Regions from separate parts of the Sus scrofa genome. Here region 2 is linked to region 1. The links are chromatin contacts, called in public promoter capture Hi-C maps. All regions are on one chromosome and are shown on one strand. Each heading gives the region's core, a stretch centred on a gene start, on an enhancer-like site or on the middle of the called end of the contact. The rest is flanking DNA. Distances are from core to core; before and after follow the strand shown.

Region 1 (4,947 bases), core at 1,252-3,751:
ACAAAATGCCAGGGATGGCTGGTAACTTCCAGAAGCTGGGAGAGAAGCATGAAACTTCCTCACAGCCCCTTCCAGAAGGAATCAACCATGCTAGCACCTTGATTTTGGGGCCTCTGGCTTCCAGAACTATGGAAGAATAAATTTATCTGTTTCAAGCCTCCCAGTTTGTGGTTCTTTGTTATGACAGCCTTGGACTGACCCACCACCCATAAAATAATAACTAGAAATCAGTTCTGTTGCAGTGTTCCCCTCTGCTCATGTGTGTCAGTCATCTTCCTTCTTATGGAATAAACCTAGTCATCCTGTCATCAATTGCACAGGCTACCTTCTGGCTTTATTTTGATTTATCTTTCAGAGAGTCTGTGACTTTTAAAGTCAAATGGAAGTGAGCATTTTAATACTTTTCCTCTTTTTGTTAGGCGAATTCAGGGCCAGTGCCGAAGGCAGTTTGGCAAACAGTCAGCCGGGTAGTATGACTACAAAACCTGATACGTCAGCTGTTGTTCTACTGTATTAGCGGCATCTTTGGGTGCTATGCACTCATGAGATATAACAAAGCAGTGTATTGTCTACACTCTTCTGAATATATGGCTAGTGCTCACATAACTCCTTTTGTCTTGGTCTGTGCCTGTCAGAGGGGAATTCTCTGGAGTCTTTGTTTTCCTGTAGAGCTTTCCTCTCTAATTTGATCTGTGTTTGATGACATGGATATGAAGAACACCCTGCACCTGGCATTAGGATTGCACAGAGGCGCTGCTAAGTCATTCTGACCTGCTCACCTGTTCCCATGGGCCTGCCTGGGTCCAGGTAAGGAAATTTCCCAGGAAGGATTGTACTAGCTAACAGGTGCTGAGGGCTTCCTAGGTGCCAAACACTCCTCTCGGTGCTGACAGCAGATAATGCTGTACATCCTCACGAGCACCCTGTGAGGCAGGTGCCACTGCTCCCCTCACTTGACAGCCCAGGAATATGATTTACAGCAATAATACGTAAAATGTGCTGGCCACAAGGCTGGTGGGGGCTGGAGCTCCGAGGATGCACCCAGGGTGTCTGGCTGCCAAGTCCTACCTTGGATTTCTAACCTGGGAAATACTCCCACCCTGGATCTGAATGTTGTAATGTCCTCCTCATGGAACATTTGTGTTTTTTATCCTTTTTAAACTAATGCAACATTTGGGACTGTGTGCTTGGCCAGTGTTGCAGGATCGTCTTTGCAAAAAGGGGACAAAATTAGATGGCCTCTGGAGTCCAGCTCAAGGGCTCATGATTGGATGATGTTACAGAGGTCTCTCACTCTTGGAATAATGTAGGCCATGTGGGCACCATTTTTAAGAAGTTACATTTTTTCCAACTAAGCACACACCCTCGATACACCATAACATTCTCAAATTTTAATTTTTTTAAATCATGCTATATTATACAATAAAATTAGTGATAGTGACCATTTGTAGGTCTGTTTCCTTACAGTACATATGTGTGTGTGTGTCAGAGACCCAGGAACAGAGAAGGCTGGAGTCTAGTGCCCTTTGGGGGAGCTCCTGCAGGCCTCTAGCTCCCACTGCTGGAGTGGTCAAGAGGGAAGAGAATTAAGGGAAAGGATGGGTCAGAAATGTTTCTAGGGTGGGTTCAATCCCATTGTCTCCAGTACCCCTGTCTATAAAAAAAAAATTAACTCTTTTATCCTAAAATGACTTTCATAGATCATGTAACCTATTTATAGAATGCCTCAACTGAAACATAAAGAAAAAATAAGAGAAGTTCCCTTGTGGCTCAGGGGGTTGACTGGCCGTTGTTGGGACCTATGCTACGGCTGCAGCAAGGGTTCTGCCCTTGGCCCAGGAACTTCCACATGCCACTGTGTGGCCCCCCAGATTTTTTAAAAATATTTTTTTAAATAAAGCGAAAAAATAAAAGGAATGAGAATTAAGTAGTTCGATATTCTCAGGATCAATAAAGTCATAGTGGTGTAGCTCAAATGCTTGCACCCATCCGTGCATCTCTGCAAAGCCACAAGGGCAGAGATGCGCTGATTCAAGAGTGTCTGTGTGACTCACTCACCACCAGCAGCCTTTACCACAGTAGCTGAGCTCTTCCGGTGGTGAAGAAGTTAAGTTACAAGCATAAAAACCTATATTCATCCTCTGATTTTTTTTTTAAAAAAAAGAATGGACAGCAAAGCAACACACAATTTTCCTTCTAATCAAACGGCTTACTGGGATAGTCAGCCTATATCAAAACCAAGCAAAAATATTCTTTGTTAACAGGGAGAGTAGAGTTGAGTCCTGGATCTGGCTGGCACCTTCCTGAATTAGTGCCACAGTTAAGCAGGGTGTGGACTCTTCTTTGAGACATGGGACTGGCCCATGGAGTCCACGATATCTGCCATATCCGCAACCTGCAAGTGTTGGGACAAACCACCACCCCATTGGATTTTCCTGACACTCTCCAGGGCTGTCATGCTCCATCCACCCCCACCTCAGATGAGCACTTCCTCAGTCACAGACACGCTCTCTGCCCTGTCTTCTCGTCTGTCTGCCTCTCCCTCCCCCGTCTCCCTCCTTCCTCTGTCCCTCTGCCGCCCTTTCCTTCATCTTACGTGTCCTCTTACCTTCTCCCAAAGTTGCTTTCCTTTCCTCATCTCCTCCGCCTTCATCAGGAGGTGATGCTTCTTCCAGGAGTAGAGTTGAGGGCTTCTTATCTCTTGTGGATCATAGATCTTTTAAAGGTGGCCTCCTGCGGGCTTCCCAGCCCTGAGCCTCCTGACACTGCTCTCTCTGACTCCGTTTCTCATATTCCTTTTTTTTTAATATTCAAATTTTGATCTGTAATTTCAGCTGTTAAGGCCAGAAAATACTGTCCGAGAAACACAGTGTATATATATATAAGAGCCTTAACCCTTTAATATAGATTTCACATAGACCCTTTTTTACAAAAAAAAGAAATTGAAGTTGATTTACAATGTTGTGTTAGTTTCAGATGTACAGCTCGGTAATTCAGTTACACATGCATACATATATATTTTTTCTTTTTCAGATTCTTTTCCTTTATAGGTTATTTCAGAATATTGAGTATAGTTCCCTGTGCTCTATAGTAGGTCTCTGTTGGTTATCTATTTTGTGTATAGTAGTGTGTAGCTGTTAATCCCAATTTATCCCTTAGCTGTTAATCCTAATTTGTCCCTTCCCCCCGTATAGACTCTTAAGCACGAAACAATGGCTAAAATATATGGCTGATTTATTATAGGACCAGCACTGTGCCATGTGCTTTAATATACATTATTGGTTTTGATTACTACGTTAACTGCTTTTTACAGATAAGGACTGAGACTTTAGGAAATTAAATGATAGGCCAAGGACAGAATGTATGTTCTAAGCAAGGGGCGCTAGAGAAACAGCTCCCATCCTCAGAGAATAGCTCCCTGATGCAGGACAAAAAACTGGCATAGAGGAGTTCCCGTTATGGCGAGGTGGAAACAAATCCAATTAGCATCCATGAAGATGCAGGTTCTACCCTGGCCTTGCTCAGTGGGTTGGGGATCTGGAGTTTGCCATGAGCTGTGGTATAGGTTGCAGACACACCTCGGCTCCCACGTTGCTGTGGCTGTGGTGTAGGTCGCCCCCTAGCTTGGGAATCCATATACCGCAGGTGCAACCCTCAAAAGAAAAAGAAAAAGAAAAAAAAAAAAAAGAAAATCCTGCATAGAAATGGAACTTGACTGTTAGTATTTATTGGATATTGCCTGTGTCATCAGGTGTGCTCCACATGCATTGTGTTATTAATCCCTTCAGTAACCCTGTAACGACCATGCTATTGTTAGCATGGCCACCATAGCCTCCCCCTTACAGGTAAGGGACTGAGGCAGAAAGTTTGCTAGTAAGTAGCAGGGTGGAGATTCAGACTCAGGCAGACTTCCTGGGGGCCTGGGTTCTCCTTACCCACTAAACTGAGGGACTTCCAGAGAGGCCGCTATTTCTGGCATCTGGGCACAAGGAGGAGCTGCACTTAAGCTGAGTTTAGGGAGGAGAGGAATTTCTGTAGGTGGAGGTGAGAAGTACAACAGAGTAGGGAGGGCCTCACAGGTGTGCAGATCACTGGGAGAAAGTGGGAACCCTGGGCTGTCAGGCAGGCAGCATTTTCTTTTTTAAAATTTTAGAAGATTGATTTTTTTTTTCCCAGTTGAATATTGAAGAGAATGAACTTGACTGTTGAGCATTTGTGATTAGAATAAATATATCCTTATCTGCTCTGGATGGCGGTTAAAACAATTTGGTAGAAACATTACTGTAGGGAATTCCTGTCGGTACAGAAACGAATTTGACTACGAACCATGAGGTTGCTGGTTTGATCCCTGGCCTTGCTTAGTGGGTTAGGGATCCGGCTTTGCTGTGGTGTAAGCGGGCAGCTATAGCTCCGATTTGACTCCTAGCCTGGAAACCTCCATATGCCACAAGTGTGGCCCTAAAAAAAAAAAAAAAAGAAAAAAAGAAAACGTTACTGTCACTTCTCCTTGGTGCTCTGAGCACCATGTGTATACTGGGAGGGTCTGAAGGCAGGAGCTGGAGTCCAAGTCCAGATTCCACCCTGAGGATCCTGAGCCTGTGACTTCATCTTCCTCCTTTTTCTGCAAGTCTAGGGCAGGGATACCCCAGCTTAGGAGGCCAGAGAGGAAAGAGACGGTCCAGGCTTCAGAAGAAAAGTGCTGTCAAACCCTAAGAAATCAAATATTTTTATTACTCTGATGATTTTCTTCTTCTTCTTCTTTTTTTTTTTTTTTTTTTTTTTGGTTGCCCCTGCAGCCTGTGGAAGTTCTCAAGCAGGGACCCAACCTGAGCCACAGCAGTGACAATGCTGGATCCTTTAATCACAAGGCCATGAGGGAACTCCCTAACTGTTCTTTTAGTACACAGTAATCATTTATGTTAGCTACAAGCAACTCGGTGTAGAAAT
Region 2 (4,947 bases), core at 1,050-3,549, 94 kb before region 1:
AGGTTTCACTGAAGTGCTATTACAGGAGTAGAAAGAGTGGGGGATTGTTTTTCTTAACCACCTGGGCAGTCCTCACAATCTCAATTCTTCCCTTTGTGTCAGGCTGCCTATTTCCCAGTGGACTGTCAATACATGCAAACAGGAATTTTATTCTTTTTGAAAATCCTGCACTCTACCCAGACATGACTGAAGCAGAATTTAACAGGAGTTCCCATTGTAGCTCCTAGGAAACAAACCCAAAAGTATTAATGAGGATGAGGGTTTGATCCCTGGCCTCGCTCAGTGGGTTAAGGATGCAGTGTTGCCTTGAGCTATGTATGGTGGAGGTCAAAGACGCTGCTCAGATGTGGCATTGCTGTGGTGTAGACCGGCAGCTCTGATTCGACCCCTAGCCTGGGAACTTCCATATGCCACACCTGCGGCCCTAAAAAATAAAATATACCAACAAATGAGCAGCATGTTTAAATCTAAAATAATCTAGATAGTACAGAGGATAGATAATAAAATACACCTGATACACAAATGAATATATATGATGGCAGATGCTGTAAAAAAAATTAATTAGCTTTAGACTAAAAGCAAAGAATTATCACCAAACACATACCCTAGCCCTTTTCTGTCCAATAAAGTACAGAAAATCACTTGGTGCATAAACATGAATTACCAGCCTTACTTTTCTAGCTTAAAACAGCACAATTCCTTCAACTTAAGAGGCAGAATCATTTTCCACTCACAGAAAAACTAACTTTTTGCAGGGAGAGATTCCGGACGGACACAGCAGCACCATGACACTTAGGTCAATAGTGATTACACTGACCAGAAGATAAATTATTTACACCTGAGCAAGCTCTGGGCAGCAAAAGGTAAAAACATGAAAAATACAGATGGACTTTTCGAGAAGTCATTTGATTATGTGAACTATAATACACGTGACTTTTAAAGACAGGAGGGGAAGGCATAAACGTCTTTTCGCGAGAAAAGACTAAATCTAACAGGAGGCAATGCTTTCCAGATCATTCCAATGACAATGGTTCAACACAGTGAGAATCTACGGACGTTACACTGAAACAGCACACATGTGGAAGCACGGATTCAGAAAGTTTCTATGCTAAATCTAGGCCATGAAAAGGCGCTAACAAAGCCGAATTTTGAAGCTCTAGCAGTCTGCATTTAGAATTAAAAAGGACCAGGAAGATTCCTCTCCTTTAGGAAAGCTGAGCCATAATTTGTTTCAACTTTTACCTATAAAGTGGTGGTGGTGCAAGGTGGCTGATAAGCTGGAGGTTTAACAGGTACCTGGAGGAGGTGGGGCGCAAGTGAATCCTGAAACCTGATTCTCAACAGCAACCGGCCTTCTTCATGTTAACGGCATTTTGAGACAGAACGGTGGGTCGCTAGGCGGTCGCCTAACACCCCAGCCTGAAAACTCCTCCAGGCACCCAGTATCACACTTTTCCACGCTTATACCCTCCCAGCGCCTATCCGCATTTGCTGAATGGAGAGGAACCCCGAATGAATGAATGGAAAAGAGAAGTCTGGCCAGAGACTCGGAGCAGGGGCCTGGACAGCCCTGGGCGGTGCTGGACCCTCGCGGGAGCGGCGGGGACCCTCGGGGCAGCGCAGGGCGCGAGCTGCCCGGGGCCGGGGCCGCGTCTCGCGGAACAAAGGGGCGCGGGGTGGCGGGGGTGCTCACCTCGTCGCCCCACTTGAGCACGTCCTTGTGCCGGTCCTTGACGGCGTGGTAGATGTGCAGGAACTGGAGGATCCCGTGCCGTCGCACGTGGTCGGCGTGGCGCTGGGTCTCCTCCCAGCTCAGGGGCGAGCCCTGGGACAGCAGCCCCATGGCCGCCCCCTATCCTGGTCCCCCGGGCTAGTGGCGGCCGCTCCGGGCTCCGGGCGCGCAGCCCGGGCCGGACACTCAGCTGCCCGCAGAAGGCGAGGGCGGCTTGGCCCCGCGGGGGCGCCCTCGGGCCGCAGTCGGCAGAATGAGGGTCCGGTCCGCTCCTGGGCACGGGGTCCTCGCCGCTCGGGCGACCGACCCAGACGTCCGGCGCACCGCGCGGACAGAAGCGGACGGGAGGGGAGGCTGGGTGGCCCTCTGCCCGACGGCCTGGACCCTCGCCCGCTCGAGTCCCGCCCCGCTCCTGCTCCGAGGCGGCGGCGGCGGCCCCCACAGCCGCGGTGCGCCGGCAGCTCCCGCTTCTCTTTGCCGGTGTCGTGCTCTAGCTTCTTCCTACTTATGACCAAAACCTGCGCCGCCGCGGAGCATGCCCAGTCCGCCTACCCACTAGCTCGCCGCTCCCGTGAGCGATCCGCAGCTCCGGATTTTATAGACTGCGGGCGGGGGCGGGGAAAGGAGGCGGTGCAAGAGAGGAGGCGTGGCCGATCGCCCCCAGGGGCCTAGGGAGGAGGCGGGGGAGGAGTGCATAGGCGTGGTTAGGGCGGAGTCCAAGGGGAGGGGCTCGGCGGCGAGGAGCCGGGTCAGCCTCGTTTTAAGCAAACGCGCTGTGTGAAAATCCGTTTTCTCTAATCCAAAAAGATAAACTCTGGGTTCGTGAAGAAATTTGATTATTCGAATTAATGAAGAATCCACTAGATATTTTTGTAGGTGAGGAGGGTCTCATAAAAGCGGGGCGAGAGCAGCAGGGTGTGGCAAGAAAATTTGTCTACACGTTTTCAGACATGTATGTATTAAAGTACTTGTGCAGTCTCACTATTTGGTAGCAGATGATACAGACACTATTAATTGCAACAAAAGGGGAGTTGTCAACATCTCCGGAAGGATCGTTAGATGAATCATCTCCAAAGTGTATTCCCCATCCAAACCTAAGATTTATCCATTAAGTGATTAAAATGGTGTTCATGTGAGCTTACCACAGGGGTTAGAAGATACTAGAAAGAACTGGGGTTGGCCCTAGGCTGGCGGGAAAGGGAAGGAACCAGGTATATCTCCCCCAGGTAATTTTAATTGTTCAAAAAAATGTGTGACAGAGCCATGAAATGACAGCTGGGGGGAAATTGACAGCAACTGGATCATACAGGTACTGAGGCCTGAAAGCATGTATTTATTGTGCCCACTTCCCTCATGCCACGAAGTTAACATTTAGCAAGTACTTCTTGACTGCTCTGTGGATATATGATCGAAGTTTATTCTCCCACATCCTTATTGGATGTGCCCATCTAGGAGCTTGGGGATATGGATATGCAGGATCTGTCTGTAATGGTCACAGGTGTGTGTTTGTCTGTGTGTGTGTGTGTGTGTGTGTGTGTGTGTGTGTCTGGAGTGTGGGGTGGCTGTGTATGTATGTTTGGAGTGTTGGGGGGTGTCTGGAGTGTGTGTGGGGGTGTGTCTGGAGTGTGGGTGGGGATGTAATGGTGTTTGAGGCTCAGGAGATGTTTCAATCCCCCTTTTCAACAGCCAGGATGAAAACTAAACCTCATTCTAACTTGTCCACAGCGGGATCTTCCTTGTATTCTGCCCACCACCTCACTAGACCTGTGTGGTCCTGGATTTCTCCCGTTTTTTCTGCTTGGAATTCTCCCTGTGACACGTTCTTTTCATTCTTTGAGTCCCAGTTACTCCTCTCTGTACTTTGGTTATATCTGTACATGTCTCTATTTCTACATTATGATAGAATCATTAAAAAAAAAATCTCTATACTATATACTAGTTCCCTCTGGAATAGAGAGGATTTATGCCTTTTGTACCTTTAAAACTGCTTGGTATAAACATTAGCTTCCTATGGAAGGCAGGCCATGTGGGGGTGGAGAGGGACGACATTGTTGGTCACATCCAGGTAAAGTGTCCAAAGGATCATTTTGTAGTTCTCACAATCTCATCTCACATATGCATACCTTGCATTGTTTAACACAATAGCCATCAGCCACAGGTGGCTGAGCATTTGAAATGTGGCTAATTTGAGAAACTAAATTTTAGTTTTAATCTACAAAAATATAAAATCGATATTCCATTTGGTTTCTGGAAAACTTCTAAGTAAATTTGGAACAGGTTGAGAATGTGAATCCACTTCTTCATCAGTTAGTTTCATGAAATTGAATTACAGGTCAAGTGTTTCCAAAGAAAATTTAGTGGACTGGAGATGTGCTGAGTGTAATACAAACACCAGATTCAAAGAGTTAATACACAAAAAGAAAAGAAATATCTCATTACTAATTTTATATTGATTACATATTATACCAGTACTCTGGATATGTTATAGTACATTACTTAATATAGTATATTGTTTCTTTTTAGTTTTTAAAAGTGGCTAACAGAAAATTTAAGGTTATATGTGTGGTTCGAATTCCATTTAACTGTAACACAAGTGTAGACATTCACACTTTGCAAAGCACACACTTTTCCACTACACCTGCAGCCTACCTCAAAGCTAGTCTCTTGGAAAAGTGTCAGTTTCATTTTAATAAGGAAACAGACAGGGGCATTTCAGTAGTAGACTAAATTCTAGTCTAGCCAAAGCTCTAAACGATACTGAATGTATTGAGAGCTAATAACTATAATTTTGAGTCACTCTGCCTCTGATTCCAGTTAACACTCACAGAGGGGGCCTCTCCCTCTACCCCCCAATTTCGAACTAGCTAAGAAAGAGCCCTGGGCTTTGGACAATCCCAAATCAGATGCAGCGTGGTGGCATCACCCGGAAGGTATGTCAAATTTAAACCATGACCTCCATGGTGCTTTACTAATTTGCTGTTACAAGAGGGAAAATCACTACAGATCAACGGTTATTCCCCTCTATTTGACTATGTTCTGCATTTTTGGGTTTACTTCTGGATTTCATTCTTAAGATTGCAGCCAAGTCTGGGTTTTTACTTCTGGGGGTGGGTTTTCAGCGCACGGCCCTGCACAGAACGTTTAGCGCTTTAACTGGCTAAAGTAGGCGCTCGTATCTCGCAGAATTGGTCTGGACCAAAGGTGGGTTTCAGGTC

Evidence for each region. Promoter capture Hi-C pulls out the DNA fragments that hold promoters and counts their contacts.
Region 2: a contact with region 1 is called in a promoter capture Hi-C map of fetal liver, with 2.9 times the contacts expected there. The contact joins the promoter of GCLC here to the enhancer-like site in region 1. A contact is called at or near these places in 3 of 5 promoter capture datasets (fetal liver and liver), 15 of 47 Hi-C or Micro-C datasets (alveolar macrophages, embryonic fibroblasts, fetal liver and 6 more) and 2 of 2 datasets of contacts at active chromatin or transcription factors (alveolar macrophages and skeletal muscle).

What each region holds. Positions count from the first base shown.
Region 1 is chr7:27,112,930-27,117,876 of Sscrofa11.1, reverse strand. No RefSeq gene overlaps it. Among named protein-coding and RNA genes, the nearest start is that of KLHL31, 27 kb to the right of the region's middle. Within about 2 kb of position 2,501, at least 19 of the 83 cell types and tissues checked have an H3K27ac peak or open chromatin away from gene starts, as enhancers often do. A contact at or near this core is called in alveolar macrophages, fetal liver and retroperitoneal adipose tissue, where this site is marked.
Region 2 is chr7:27,206,920-27,211,866 of Sscrofa11.1, reverse strand. GCLC (glutamate--cysteine ligase catalytic subunit) reads right to left here and starts at 2,299. Exons shown (of 16, transcript XM_003482164.4): 1 at 1,694-2,299. The coding sequence starts at 1,843.